Linked DNA regions of Mus musculus: regions 2 and 3 are each linked to region 1. A link is a contact called in public Hi-C and promoter capture Hi-C data. All regions are on one chromosome and are shown on one strand. Each heading gives the region's core, a stretch centred on a gene start, on an enhancer-like site or on the middle of the called end of the contact. The rest is flanking DNA. Distances are from core to core; before and after follow the strand shown.

Region 1 (2,700 bases), core at 52-2,551:
TGAACCGAAAACTCGTGAAGATTTATCATGTTACCCAAAGGAAGCCATGATGCTGTTTTCTCGCAAAATACCAAGGAATTGGCGCCTTCCAGCATTGGGTGAATATGTAGTGGAAGAAACGGAGGGAGGTTTGCCAGATCCCAGGCAAAGCATCATGCCATCTAGGAGGGGGTGTGGACCCTGCGCCATAACAAAGCTAGTATTTAGAGAGCACTTACTGTATGCAACTAAACACTTTATGTGTCTTAACTCACCTAATCCCCACAACAACCTGGAGGAAAACACTATTATCTCCATCTTACAGAGCAGGAACAGGCCTGCCCAAGTAGGTCAGAGTCAGCCGGCATCTAAACCTAACTTGCCTGGCTCCAGAGTTAGGTTCCTACTCATCAGGAGGCTTTCTAAACTTGTAACGTCGACAACAAAACGCCCAAGTACAGGAAAGAGAGATGTCTAACCAAACAGCGTGTTAAGAGGTTTTATGGATGGCTGACAGATGTGAAATCTTCAAGGTCAACAGGTGGAGAAAGGATCTGGACAGAAATAGACTCTCAGGGGAAGGAGCAGCCTGACCTGACAGAAAGAAGCAGCAGTTTGGGTGTGTGCCAATCGATGATGACAGCACGCGTGGGAGGAATGCTGCAGAGAGAGGCTTCGCTAGATCCTTCAAGGTCCTTTAGGGCTAGGCTTTCCCGGCCCCGGTTATCTACCGGGGCTGGGGGTTGGTGTTAAAATTCTCAAGCTAGTATGTGCTCATCCCTTACTTTCTGCAGGGTCTCCCCTGCCAGCGATCAAGGAAGACAACACATCCAGGTTTCTTTCTGGGGAAGCACTGAGTGGAGACAGTCAAGGTCACCCACGATTGGGTACAGTGTGTCCAAGCGGACCACTAGAGTCCTGTGCCAGACACTTGGCTGTCAGCCGGGCCTGGCCAACGCAGGAACGTGCGCACCGCCGGAGCCTGGCGGCGACAGTCACCTGCTCAGCGGGTACAGAAAGACCTGTTCTCTGCTTTCCCCACGGGCGGGCCACCGCCCCAGGTCTCCAGGCCCCAGAAGGTCAGGAGGTTGTCCTCTGGGGACTCCCGCCACCCGCACCATCCTCATCACCCCAAGGAATAAAAGCCTCAGCGATTGGAACACGCTACGCCAATCATCCTAGCCTCTGCCCACACCTCCTCCGGTGTACATTGCATTGGTTGCATCATACAAGCCTCCGATAAGATCCTCTTCTCGAATTGGCTAGTAGAGGCTTGCCCCGCCTAACCCTTCTTAGTCGGAAGGTTGTGATTGGTTAAGCGCGTTGCCAAGCTCCGGACGCGGCTCGACCATTGGAAGCCGCGGGCTGCCCCGCCCGCCGGCGAAGGTGAGAGTCTCCTCCAGTCACCGGACCCCGCACCGCACAGAGCTGCTCCCGGCTCGTTCTCGAGGTCTCGGCACATTCTGTCGCGATGGCGCCTCCATCAGTCTTTGCCCAGGTTCCGCAAGCTCCTCCGGTTCTGGTCTTTAAGCTCACTGCGGACTTCCGGGATGATCCAGATCCCCGCAAGGTTAACCTCGGCGTGGGAGGTAAGGATGCAGTGCCTTGGAATGCGAGCAGCCTGGGGGGAGGTGGGCGTAGGAGGAGCTGAGATTTAGTTTGTGTCTCCCTGAGAGGAGCCCGAGGAGAGAAGGTTGGGACCACGAGGACATCACCAACCTACCCATTTTGCAGATGGCGATACAGAGTCCTTGGAAAGAGGGGGTGTTCAAGGTCACGCAGAACAGGTGTAACATCTGGGACACAAATGTTGTTTTTGTTTCTCCACCCAGTGTTCTTTATAGTACTTGTTCTAAAGCAACGATGGGGATGGTAAGGAGAGAGAAGTATGGTAGCTTTAGCGTCTCGTGGTCAACTGGAACTGGGAATGAAAGAGCTGTTAGCCTAATGGAGCTGTAGTCCGGGTTGAGCGAGTAGCAGACGCCACTTAGGAAGCCTGTTAACCCACATGGGGAAGATGTAGGTTTGGTTTATTCTCAGAGTGGAGCAGATGAGGCGAAGCCCATGCATCTCAGGCCACACACATCTGGGTCTTCATTTCTTGATCATTTGCCTTGAACCAAGTTAGCCTTCTGCCAAGGTCGTTTGTGTTGTAGTTTCTAAAGCCCTTTAACTCGAGCCTCCGGCGACTTCGTCATCACTGTTTGGATGTTTGAAGCTCTACAGAGCTTGGTGTGCATTTGGCCACGTGCAGAGGCCAGCCGAGGAGAGAAGAGTGAGCAGACTGATGCTCTCAGCAGGGAACCAACCGGAACTGAAAGCGCTAGAAGGTTAGAAAGAAGAAATGGAGTTGTTTTGAAGCAGAGGGTGACGTTAAGGGGATTCAGAATCTAGGTTCTTAGAGAGGATGTGCAAATATAGCCCTAGTGTCTCTGTCTCTCTGTCTCTGTCTCTCTCTCGCTCGCTGGCTCTCTTTCATCTAGGTTCTTAGAGAGGATGTGCAAATATAGCCCTAGTGTCTCTGTCTCTCTGTCTCTGTCTCTCTCTCTCTCGCTCGCTCGCTCGCTCGCTCTCTTTCATCTAGGTTCTTAGAGAGGATGTGCAAATATAGCCCTAGTGTCTCTGTCTCTCTGTCTCTGTCTCTCTCTCTCTCTCTCGCTCTCTTTCATCTAGGTTCTTAGAGAGGATGTGCAAATATAGCCCTAGTGTCTCTGTCTCTCT
Region 2 (2,700 bases), core at 121-2,620, 3.9 Mb before region 1:
TGCTCACCGGCACTCTTTAAACTTTTATGTGTATAAGTGTTTTGCCTGCGTGTATGTATGTGCACCACGCTGGGTGCCCAAAGAGGTCAGAAGAGGGCGTCTGATCCCGTGAGTTATGGGTGGTTGTGAATCATTGGGGAACTGGACTCAGAGCTGTCTTTTCTCCAGCCCCCTCCGCCAGTGCTCTTCCTGAAGAAAATGCAGAAGTCTCAGAGTGGCCCAGGGCTTCTGACAAGGGGGAAAAAAGTCACTAAATCCTTTGCCCACATTTCGGATGCTTTCCACTAGACGCAAGCACAAAACACAAAACATTACTGTATTGTGAAACAATTGGATTCGTTTTGAAAACACCTACTCCGTTAAATATTTGAAAGTAGAACAGGAAAAAAAAGATGAAATCGGTGTGTGTGTGTTAAGTTGAATTAAAGTAAAGTTGAGCTCCAAGACCAGAGATGGGCAAGCGACTTGGAAAGTCAGCTTTCCAGACTAGAAGGAGTGATGGCGAGGAAGCCTGAGCCTGGAGCTAAAGACGATCTGGTTCCCAACCCAGTGGATTTTTCCCACCATTGTGTGCTCCTCCGCCGGTTGCCAGCCCTGGGAGAGTCCCGGGGGAGCCCGGACTTAAGGCTAAAGTGGTGTCTGTAACCTTGTCATTGGGAAATGTTGTCGCAGGTTAGTTACACAGGCACTGATCGATGATGGAGGCAGCAGCAGATCAATAGATCCCATTTCCGGGGAGAATTCACCCGTGGTGACCTGCAGGGGGGCAGGTGGTTCATCAAAAGAAGGCTGGCTTGAAAGATTTAATGCTGCTCTCTTCTCCCGTCCGGGTCTTCTCTTGGAGGGAGCTGTAGGCAGTAACAGGCTGTAATAAACTACTTTTCCTTAAAGAGATCTGGGGAGATGGCAGTGGTACAAGGGACAGAAAGGTGGTCACAGATCCTCTGGGAGACCGAAAGCCAGGATGGGGGCGCGCTGGGCTCACTTTCGCTGAGCCTCCTTTCTCCAAAGCTACCCTGAGTTTGGGGACTGGGTAGAGTAGCCCTTCCAGGCCTCGCAGGGCTGAGCCCCTCGCCGTCCGTCCGAGCCCCTCCCCCGGCCCGGAGCCCCTCCCCGCGCTTCCCCTCGCCGCGCTCCCCTCCCTTCCCCTCCCCTCCCTTCCCTGCTCGCCCTGCCTCCGCCTCCTGCGCCCACAGCGCCGGCCAGCGCCGAGCCCCCAGGAGCCCGAGCGCGGCCCAGGGGCGCCGCCGGCCCCTCCCCGGCGCGCTGACAGCAGGCCCGGCCCCCGCCCCGTGCCCTCGCTGGCGGGACACACCCCCAGCCCTCCTCTGCGCCGCCAGTTCCCGCCGGCCCCACCGAGCGGCAGAGAGAGCGGGCAGGCGAGCGGAGCGCGGCGGCGCGGGAGGGAAGGGGCGCGCGGCAGGCCCACGGGAGCAGCCTGGGACGCACGGAGCCCTCGTGCCCTCCGGGACAGTCGCCTGCCCCGGAGCCTCAGCTGTAGGCGCCCGGAGCCTCGGCGGCGAGTAGCGCGTGGGGCAGGGGTGGCGTGTAACTGCAGGAACCGGGGCAACCGGAGAAGGAGCCGGAACCCGGCCGGGATGAGAAGGTGACGCCGCCGGGGGGCGCCACTCGCTTTGTGGGGACGATGCTCGCCTACTGCGTGCAAGATGCCACCGTGGTGGACGTGGAGAAGCGGAGGAGCCCCTCTAAACACTATGTGAGTACTGCTTCCACCGACCCCGGCGGGGGGCTGGCCAGTCCCGGAGATTCACGCCCCCAGGGGCAGCCTTTGACTCCAGAGTTTGTTCGCAGGGCTGTGATCTCTAGGGAAGCCTTTTCTGCCCTTCTTCCACTCCCCTGTCCCGGGTTTCTTTTTTTGGCATTGCAATTGGCAAGTGGCTGCCCTTGTCTGTTACAACGGTGAAGTCATGTGTCCGCCCGCTGCTAGGATGGTTGGTGGGGGAAGCTTTCGTCAGCCCCTTGCAGAGCATTTAGTTCCTTTGGGAAGGAGCATCTTTGCCGCGCTCCCTAGGGGAGCCGGGCACTCACGCTCATTCGGCCCGGAATGCTTTCCGTTGCTTTGACCGGAGACCCACACTTCTCTTTCTGCTTTCCACGTTTGCTGTTCTGCCTGCACCGGCTGGGGACAGAGGAAGCGCTTTGCCCCCTGCCCCCTCCACTCTTCGTTTCAAGCTTTGATTTCCTTCTTAAAACCATTGTGTTCCGCGGTGTGAGGAGAATTGTGGCTTTTCCTTTTATCCCTCCTCTGGACGTGACCCTTCGCTGGGGTCATTTCCTCGTGTAAGTGATGCTCTGACTCCAGACACGAGTAGGCAAATGTGGTCTGTGGTCTCCGAGGCACGGTTGACTGGCCCGCCGCCCCTCCCCCTTCTTTACCCAAACTTAATGAGAAGAGGCTAAGGTTGACCAGCTGGGCTTCAGAGTGTGTGACAGTACTCTTTCATCTCAGCCGGTCCTGTCTCCCAGTCCTTTACACCTTTGGAAGTAAACATTGTGTCCTTGTTGCTTTAGGATGACTTGCCGAGCTCTGCTCCTGGAGATAGAAGAGACTCACAGTAAAGAACCCAAAACACAGAAAACATGGAGACAGTAAGGGCAGCCTCTTATTTGCAAATTAGGCATTTAAAGGCGTATTTAGAATGCTCAAAGCATTAATTTTAACAATTAAAACGGGCTGTT
Region 3 (2,700 bases), core at 110-2,609, 4.4 Mb before region 1:
AAAGAGGCCAGTCATGAAGGGCTTATATGGCAGGTTAGGATTATAGACCAAACTAGTCCCGAGAGTGGACAAGAGAACATTAAAAGCTCTGGGGTAAGATAATCAGGTTCAAACGACAAAGGAATGTAACAAATGATCCTTATATTAATAAGAGTATGCAGCTTGTTAGAAAACGCTGAAGTAGATTTTGCTGGCGGACGACAACCCCAGAGTGCATTGAAAGCACTAACCTTGACATTCCACACATAACACAAGCAACACACACACACTTCCCCCACCTGTTCTGGGTGTCCTGTCCATTGAACATGGAGACATTTTAGAAATACACAGCTCTTTTGAGAATGTTCCCCAAGGTTCCTTACCCTTCCCTGGCCCCCAAACTCTGCGATAAGAATCCCCCACCACCCCCAATCAGGAAAGGGGTGTGAGCAGCAGGCAGCCAAAGACTTAGAAGTACCCTGGGCCAAGGGCCAGGGTCTATTTTTAGGACATTCTCTCATTGTCTGTTTATCCCGCAAACTCAGCCTAAAGCGTTCAGGAGAGTGTCATTTGGGCTGGATGGAGGAGGAAAGCGAGGTGCTCCCAAGATGCTCCCGAGGTGCTCCCGAGACCAATGCCAGTAGTAAAGTGATCATCTCTAGACAGTGTTATTTCCTCAGCTTCTCCTAGGAGCTCCCGAAACGAACTGAAAATTTATTCCAGCCCTTTCCAGCCCCTCCCACCAGTTGTAGGAATGTGCTACTTCACAAAGGGAAGATTGTTGATATACTATTAAAGTTTTGTTTAAAGTATGAGTTCTACTGTGCTCTGTTCCAGCGCTTCCTGCTCTAAAAGCAATACTACATTGACAACTGGAAAACAGAGCGCCCCCTAACAGCCTCCGGTCATCTTCCTCCTTTGTGCCTTTCTCCCGCCAAGAGACAATGCGTACATTAACCAAAAAATTTAGCAAACTGTTTTAATCCAGTCACAATGCAAGAGGGACAGTGGTTCGCCTTGTGTCTCGTTTTATATTTTCCTCGAGGGACAAAATAGGTGGCCCCAGGAATTCCACCGGTTGTAAAACGCGCCACAGAAATGCGAGCTGACTAACAGCACCTTAACCCTTTACATCCTGCAGCCTAGACCTGATTTTAAGGACGTCCTTCCCGGGTCCCTTGTCTCCCTCTTTATTCCTCTCCGGCAGCCAGATCCTTCTCGTCAGGTGGCTCTCTAATTTCGCTGCCCTCTCTGGAGCATCCGAGAGACCCAGAGGATGGTCTCCGAGGCGGGTCCAGAGTCCCTTACCGGCAACCGTCACGGTCGTCCTTAAGGACCTCCGCCCGGCGCCAGTAAAGGCGGGTGTTTTGTTCTTATAAGGAGCAAAAAGTTTCCGTGACAACGCGGAAATGAGTAACTCTGTTGCCCAGTAAAGCTGGGCGGGAGGAGTCCAGGAGGCGGGAGCCGCCTTGGTCTAGTCGCCCGCATCCCTGGATCCCCGGCAGCCTGCAGACCCGGGACCACGACCCGCGCTTGGAGCGAGGCCCACTCGGTATCCCTGCGGCGGCCGCGGCCGAACGTAAGTGCGGGGTTCGACTATGAGGCTTTGCTGCCCCCACAAGCTGAGTGTGTGGGATGAAGGGCGCTCAGGGGACGGAGGATCCCCGTAGATGTGCGTGGGAGATCGTGACCAGGAGCTCTGAGGGACGTCTGCGGGAACCCTGGCCGGGACCGACCCCGGGAACTCTTTTAATGCACGCCCAGGAAGTGGGCATTATCTCCCTCATCACTCTCCGGGTGTGATGCACTGGGGTCTCTCTGCCCTCGTCTGCGCCACGGAGCCCCCAGTGCCTTCAGCAATCTGAGAGGCAGGCGGCTTCTGCTTCGGAGCCCCTAGCCGTGCCACGGGTTTGTGCCTAGAGCCGGGACCTTCCATCTCTTAAACCGTGTTGGGTAGCCGAGTCTCAGTCCTGGGAGAAAGGAACGGGAATGACGTTAGTTTCTTCATAGCTTGTCTTGACGCAAGGAGGTTGCTTCAGGCCGGATGAAGCCCCTGCCACTTCCTCTTTCAAGACTCCTAGTGAAGTAGACCCTGCACGTTTTTCTCTTGGGCTGTGTAGTCTATGCCCCATTCTCAAGGCCCACTCTGAGCCTCCCTCATTCTGGCTGACAGGTGAAGAGACTCAGAAGTTCCTAACCCCGATTCCCCGTACAAAATGGGAAAATAGTGACAGAACCAGGGAAGAACTACATTTAGCCTTTTGCCCCTCTACCTAGTATGAGACTGGTCATTCTTGCCAAAACAGAAGAGGCCAGATACTGGTACCATGTAAGCCAATGTCGGGTGGTTTTCTGTTGCCTTTCGGATTTCTTCTCTTTTACAAACTAGCTCTGTTTTGGGAGAGGCTACCAGCTGAACCCAACACAGCTTTGTGTGGCCACTCGTCCAGGTCAGCGGTGAGAAGGGTGACAGAGGCCGCTGTCATTCGCCTCCTGCCTGCCTGCCAGCCTGGTATGCCTAAGTGGCCTTCGTTATTTGCTGATTCCGTGTGAATGTCTGCTGCCCCAGGCATTCTGCCTTCAGATTTTTCCACTTGTGGGTAACCACGTGGTGGTTATATTCACTTTCTGCCTGGATCCCTGAGGAAGATGGGGAGCCCTCTGCTCACACATCTCCCTTTCTGTGGGTAACTTTCTTAGACGCAGCAGTTTAAGGTTCTG

Evidence for each region. Promoter capture Hi-C pulls out the DNA fragments that hold promoters and counts their contacts. A called contact is a pair of places that touch in the nucleus more often than the background predicts.
Region 2: a contact with region 1 is called in a Hi-C map of B cells, with 5 read pairs. The contact joins the promoter of Sh3pxd2a here to the promoter of Got1 in region 1. A contact is called at or near these places in 1 of 39 promoter capture datasets (liver) and 1 of 484 Hi-C or Micro-C datasets (B cells).
Region 3: a promoter capture Hi-C map of pre-B cells shows a contact between it and region 1. The contact joins the promoter of Itprip here to the promoter of Got1 in region 1. A contact is called at or near these places in 1 of 39 promoter capture datasets (pre-B cells) and 1 of 484 Hi-C or Micro-C datasets (CD4 T cells).

What each region holds. Positions count from the first base shown.
Region 1 is chr19:43,523,206-43,525,905 of GRCm38.p6, reverse strand. Got1 (glutamic-oxaloacetic transaminase 1, soluble) reads left to right here and starts at 1,301. Exons shown (of 9, transcript NM_010324.2): 1 at 1,301-1,568. The coding sequence starts at 1,451.
Region 2 is chr19:47,463,081-47,465,780 of GRCm38.p6, reverse strand. It overlaps Sh3pxd2a (SH3 and PX domains 2A), which reads left to right and starts at 1,370. Exons shown (of 15, transcript NM_008018.4): 1 at 1,370-1,717. The coding sequence starts at 1,646.
Region 3 is chr19:47,917,982-47,920,681 of GRCm38.p6, reverse strand. It overlaps Itprip (inositol 1,4,5-triphosphate receptor interacting protein), which reads left to right and starts at 1,359. Exons shown (of 2, transcript NM_001362458.1): 1 at 1,359-1,558.